Linked DNA regions of Mus musculus: region 2 is linked to region 1. Evidence: chromatin contacts called from public promoter capture Hi-C data. All regions are on one chromosome and are shown on one strand. The core of a region is the stretch at or near the end of the contact, and the rest is flanking DNA. Distances in the headings are between cores, read along the strand shown.

What was found. Promoter capture Hi-C pulls out the DNA fragments that hold promoters and counts their contacts.
Region 2: a promoter capture Hi-C map of stem cell-derived epiblast-like cells shows a contact between it and region 1, with 2.1 times the contacts expected there. The contact joins the enhancer-like site here to the promoter of A230054N11Rik in region 1. A contact is called at or near these places in 1 of 39 promoter capture datasets (stem cell-derived epiblast-like cells), 5 of 115 datasets of contacts at active chromatin or transcription factors (embryonic basal ganglia, embryonic midbrain, embryonic stem cells and 2 more) and 1 of 9 other capture datasets (embryonic stem cells).

The regions. Positions count from the first base shown.
Region 1 is chr10:50,893,038-50,896,046 of GRCm38.p6, reverse strand. A230054N11Rik (a long non-coding RNA gene) reads left to right here and starts at 1,513. Exons shown (of 2, transcript XR_871640.2): 1 at 1,513-2,967. Sim1 (single-minded family bHLH transcription factor 1) reads right to left here and starts at 396. Exons shown (of 11, transcript NM_011376.3): 1 at 1-396. The coding sequence starts at 150.
Region 2 is chr10:51,328,047-51,331,055 of GRCm38.p6, reverse strand. No RefSeq gene overlaps it. Among named protein-coding and RNA genes, the nearest start is that of Gm35917, 140 kb to the right of the region's middle. Within about 2 kb of position 1,410, at least 4 of the 459 cell types and tissues checked have an H3K27ac peak or open chromatin away from gene starts, as enhancers often do. A contact at or near this core is called in embryonic stem cells and stem cell-derived epiblast-like cells, where this site is marked.

The DNA of each region.
Region 1 (3,009 bases), core at 264-2,763:
GAGATAGCTGGTCGTGAGTCTGATGATGGATGCTTTGTCCAGTTGGGAGGTGATGGCTGAGGGTAAAGGCAGTAATTTAGCCAGTTCATAAAATTCACTGTTTTCTTTCTCCCTCCTCGTTCGGGCAGCATTTTTAGACTTTTCTTTCATCGTGTCTCGGGCTCCCTTTCTTCTTACAACGTAAACTCCACAGACTCATCCAAAACCAAAAGTTAACTTTCAATTAGAGATCACACTCGGTAAAAACATAACTTTAAACAGGAGGCTGAAGTTTGCTCCGGGAAGACACGAATGATGGACAGGGCAATGCGGCAAACAAAATACTTTCTTGAAAACGTGAGGTGTAAGTATAAAAGAAAGCTGCTGGTTCACGGCAAATCCGGGCAATCCTTTGGGACTCTAAGTATAAAATGCTGGAAGGACTCCCGAGGAGCCAACCTTTTCATCTGATCCGCGGTAAGAACCCGGGTCCTTGGGAAATCGACATAATAATACCCGACGTTTGTTTTCCAACTCCTCTGGTTCTGAGCTGGTTTGTAGGAAACAGGAATCGCGGGTAACTTCTTTCAGATCACTACGAAGACAAGAACACCAAGGAATAAGACATCTGTGGCTAAACTCAAACCCACTATAATTCAGCCAACCGGGCCCCAAAGGGCCTCTGCGCTCATACTCTGCTCGTCACAGCCCTGGGTATTTAAAACTTGGGCAGGTCGGTCCCGGGACAGGCTGGGCTTCCGCTCGCCGCGGCCGGGATGTAGCACCGACGGCTAAATGCGCGTCTGCGGAGAGCTCGGCCGGCCGTGCGCGCCAAGCCAGGCTATCCAGCCGTGCAGAATTCCTCCACTGCCCCGGACTCCGGCTGCCTCTCCCCGGCGGGGTTCACGTCTGAGGGGTTCCTGGAGAAGTGCTGCTTATGCATCAAACCCCCGGGGACTCCCGCAGTTGCACACAGGGCACCGCAGCGCAGAGTTAACAGGTGGCACGCGCGACAGCCCCTCGTAGGCATCACCTGGAGCTCTTGGCTCCTCACCTACCTTACGTCCTCGAGAGCCGCGGAGGCTGCTAAGGCTCCCGCCCCCTAACTGCTTTCAAGCCTGCGCGCTTGCGGAGCCTCAGCGGCAGCCTCCCGGCTGTCACCCGCAGCCCGCAGAGTGTGCCTGGGCCACCTTCCCATGGGCATGAATGGGGGAGGGGTAGGTAGCAGCGGGAGGAGAACACAGGCTGGGGACAGGAGAGGTGTTTTCCGAGTCCGAGTCCTCCGTAGTGTTGGGAGCCGGTACTGTTCCTAATTGGGAGCCCAAAGCGCCCCCCTGTAACTTCTTTATAGCTTACCGGGTTTAGCTTCAACTTCGCTCCCAGGTTCCCTTTCTCCCGCCCTTCTCAAACGCCACTCACAAATTTTCTCTCTTCCTATTGGTCATAGGCAACCAAGACGCGGCGCTCATTGGCCAATCGGGGTGAGTGACGAGCATGCTCCCTGCTCCTCCTCCCCCCCCCCCCCCACGCGACTGGGCTCGCGGCTCGGGTCCTACAGTGAGCCTGGCAGCTCCGCTCCTAATGAGCCCCGGGCGCGGGGTCGCCGCTGCCCCGCTGCCGCCGCCGCTCCAAACCCCGAGGTCTTCGGCGTGCCGAGTGACACTCGCGCTCCCTAGACTCGGGTGTCTGCGCACAGCGTGCGGCCTTGCGGGGGCTGGCTAGCCGAGGCTCCAGGAACGCGTGCGAATAGCATCCCAGACAGTGGCCAGGATTTCCCCACGGCTGCGCGCCTCACGCCTGCAGGACTGGGTGAGGGAGAACGACGCTGGACTTATTTTTTATCCTGACACCACTGTGACAAAATTCATCGCTAGATGAAATAAATGCCCGCCTTTATTCCAAAAAGGGCAACGTTTTCGAAATGATTCGGGTTTGTGACTGATGCAAGATGACTAGGTCTGCTGGGCAGTTTCCTATGGGAACCAGCTAGTGGGTAGTCAGTCAGAAGAAGGATGTGATAGAAGAAGCCTAGAGTGTTGGAACAACTGACATATTAGACGTCTTACAGAGTTATTATCTAAACTGTTGGGCAACTCTGCGGACTTTATTTCGAGAAACAAAAAGACCAGCACGAATATTCCTTCTAGAGAGGACACAATAACTGAGTGAACCTGTAACGTTCCCCAACAGTTCTCAGACGAACTGTTCTCAAAGTACTGTTTCTGGGGAAAACTCTAGTTTAGAGACCCTCCTGTTCTAAGCGCTTTCTCTTCCAGTCATCTCATCAGAGGGCAGCAGATCGCGATGAAAAAAAGGCTAAGTTTCCCTTAAGACAATGAAAGCTTACAGACTTCATCCCGGGCCTTAGAAATCAGCAGTGCACCAGAAACCAAGCGCCCTGCTCCTCCTTTTGCCTCTGAGAAAATAATTTCTTTGAAGAGTCGTGTGCCATCCTGATACATGGCTCACCTTTAAGAATGTTCATTGAAAAATAAGACATCTGTCTCCTCCTTGATCCCCCGCCTCCCAATGGCAGTAAGGACATTGGGAGCTCCTAGGACAATGGGAAACATTCTGGGGGTATGGGGAATAATTACACATCCGAGCGGCACCTGGAAAAAGGAAAGGAAAAGAACTAAACTAAGACTGTGTAGGTGTTTCAAAACTGGAACCACCTAACAGGGTTATAATCCAGAAAGGAGTGGTTTCCTCAGTGGTTGTGGCCACTTAGAGGCCTAACTCTGGGTGGGCTCTATCGTAGTCCATCTAATGATACACTGTCCGTGGGAGGTAGAGGTATCCTGTGGCTCTCATCAAGACTCCAAAAAGACCAGATAACATCAAGTTTCTTATTGGGGTGGTGGTGGTAATTGTGGTAGTGACAGCGGCGGCGGCGGTAGCAGCGGTGAATGAAAAACCTTTCGTGACTCCCTTTTCCAATAAACTGCACAGAACTGAGGATGAGAGCAGCCACAAAACTAAACAGTGGTAGGTACCTTAAGGTTAAGCAGTGGTTTTCTGTTCCGACTG
Region 2 (3,009 bases), core at 161-2,660, 440 kb before region 1:
TATATACACACACACACACACACATATATCAGGGCTTACAATCGCTTAGAATTGTTTGTTTCTTATATACTATGAATTCTCAAATTTGTAATTGTTTATGCATATACAACTCAAGTTAAGAAAAATGCTGTTCTTTTAAAGAACTGTCATTGGACATTTAAGAACTCATTCTAGATTGCCTGGACAAGACCTCTTAAGGTGATGCCATGCTAGATTTACATCCCAGGCAGATTATAGGCCTTACACAAGAATAATTGGCCATATAATCTCATTCTTTACATCATCAAAATAATAATGGCTTGAGATAATAATTTGGTATTTTTGAGAATATGTGTGTCAAATTGTAAAGACTTGTTCTCAGTGTCCTCAGTTTCTACCTGTTCCACATAATGGTGTTAATTCTTGAGGACTTATACTTAATCAATTATTGCAAATGGATACTCATACTTCTGATTTAAAAAAATAAAATAAAATATGCACATGTGACTATTGATAGCTTTTCAGGCTTTCTAGTTGCAACTGCTCTAATAAGAGAAGCAGCTAAAAATGTCATTAGTCATTGCCTATGTTAATTTTTTTTTTATGCTTGGTGTTCCAAATCAAATTAAAACAGATATTGGAACTGGCTATTACAGTCTAGTATCTGAGATGTTTTGTCAACAATTTAATGATACCAATGTTACTGAGATTTTTTTATAATTCTCAAGGACAAGGTATTGTAGAACTTTAAAAACTGTATCTTCTTAAAAAACAAAGAAGGGCAAGAATTATATCCCCATGCACATTATTTAAATCATACTTTTTATTTTTAAAATTTTAAAATTTGAATGTCAAAGAACTTGCAGAGTGCCTTATAGTATCTTAAAACTAGGCATACTCATGCCTAGGTGAGATGAAAAGGATCCACTTAGTGGCATATGGCATGATCCTGAACAGGTATTTAATATGGGGAAGAGGCCATGTTTGTGTTTTTTTCCAGCTGCCAGAATGATTCTTGTGACAGGCTGACCTGTGGGCTTGCTGGGGGCCCTGACAATGGTGACAAGATAGCTGTATTGAGTATATGTTCTTGACCTACCTTTGCTTGACTTTGTCCCAGATTAGACAAGCTAAGCTGCCTTGCTTCAAGCTTTTCAACCTTATGAGACAGAGAACATTAGAGACTGTGGAAACTGACTTAGAAAAATTATTCAAAAGGAGGAGTTATAGTGACTTTTCTTTTTCCTTTAATGTGACCAGTTATTCTGATTCAATCATGGACTGGTCTAGAAATAAGTCCAATATTAGAGATTCCTATTATGAAGATAGCTAAAAATCCTTATTAGCCAGCAGAGTTAACTTGGAACATAGCCTATTTACATGAGAAGTAGCAGCTTTTCTGTTGATTCTCAAAGTCACCTCCCCCACACTGGGAGGCCAGAACTTGGGCTTGATCCTTGCTAATTTGCAACTGAGTAGAGTACCTGGACTTCCCTGACAAACAACCTTACTCCTGTTGCTTTTCAACTTTAAGCTTTGTATTTCAAGGAGTTCAGTTACCTCCCAGTCAGGCTTGACTTCAACAAGCATAGATGGCAGTAATTCATCAGTATAAAGAGATGCATTGAGTGCATATTGTGACTTTGGTCTGATTGCGGAAAAAGGTGTGCAATGAGGGCCGGCAGCCAAGGATGAGCCACTGGGTCTATGACTTATTTCAATCTAAGACAGAGGTATGTGCCAAGAGGCCATGGTTTATTCATAATAATACCATAGAGCCATGTTTGTGCAAATAAACACAAACAAGCTGCATGTGTTCTCCAGGACGGATAAGAATAAGTTCAATGAGACCAAAGTCCTAAGACAGGCACAGCCACCAGCCACCACAATTTCCAGACAAGACCATGGACCATAAGTAAATTTTATGTTCCAGTCTAGCTAATTTTTATTATATAATTAGGGAGGAATTTTAGCCTCCCCCAGCCTTGAGCAGGCTGGCTCAGACCTGCCACTATGAGCTAGGCCACCTAGGGTGGAGTCTTCCAACCTAGATAGGTCTATTGTTCTGCCATCTCTGCCATTTCCTCAAAGACTCTGCTATGTGTTGAGAGGCTAAACCTGTTCTCCTGACACTATCCTGATGAAACGAGATTCTGGTGTGGTGGGGATTGGGATTGCCCTCTATATAAGCTCAGACTCTTAAGTAAACGTCGAACCTTGATCAGTATCTTTGTCTTGGTCTTGTTATTTCTCTCGACATTTTTTTTCCCCCATGCATCCCCAGACTCCCTTTCAGGAACCCAATTTGTGTAGTTGTGGGCAGCTACCTATAAGAGCACTCTGGACCATCATTCCCAAAGTCCAAGTAGGTCTATAGCATTTGTCATTGCATGATAAAACAAAGTCAAAATAAAGACACAGGAGAACAATTCACTTTAGATATCACCCTAGTGTTTATTTTTTGCCTTGGTTGCTCCTTAACTTCTCAGTTTTTTGAACCATCAAGTACTGTCTTTTATTTAGGATCCTTTTCCTGTCTGATATCTGTCTTTACCTCTGCTTTCTAACTTACATCCTGATGCTGTCTTCACAACTATCCAGTTTCCAAGATCTGCCTATGTTTAACTCTTCTGTTGTGCTCTTTCTCTCATCCTTCCACCATGTAAAAGGGTGATCAAACTCAACAATCACTTCTTTCCTCAACACAATTTCATTGATCTATCCATTCCTTCCCTGTGGACTGTTCCACAGCCTATCTTACTACATGATTATTTTGCAGTTACCTAAAAGTATTCAGAGTTTTGTCTCAAGGTATCTCCATGAATTTGAGCATTTTAAAACAATAATGTAAATTTAAGTACCTACTAACTTAACCAAATATTATAAGCAATGAAATTATTTAGGGACAAATTCTTGGGCTATAAGAGGTGCCCTTATATACTTCCAAAGTGCTGTGTAATTACAAGTTCTACTCCAGGTATCCAATTTGTATGTTTTGATGCAAGTCAGGGTCCTGAACCACAAGACTCT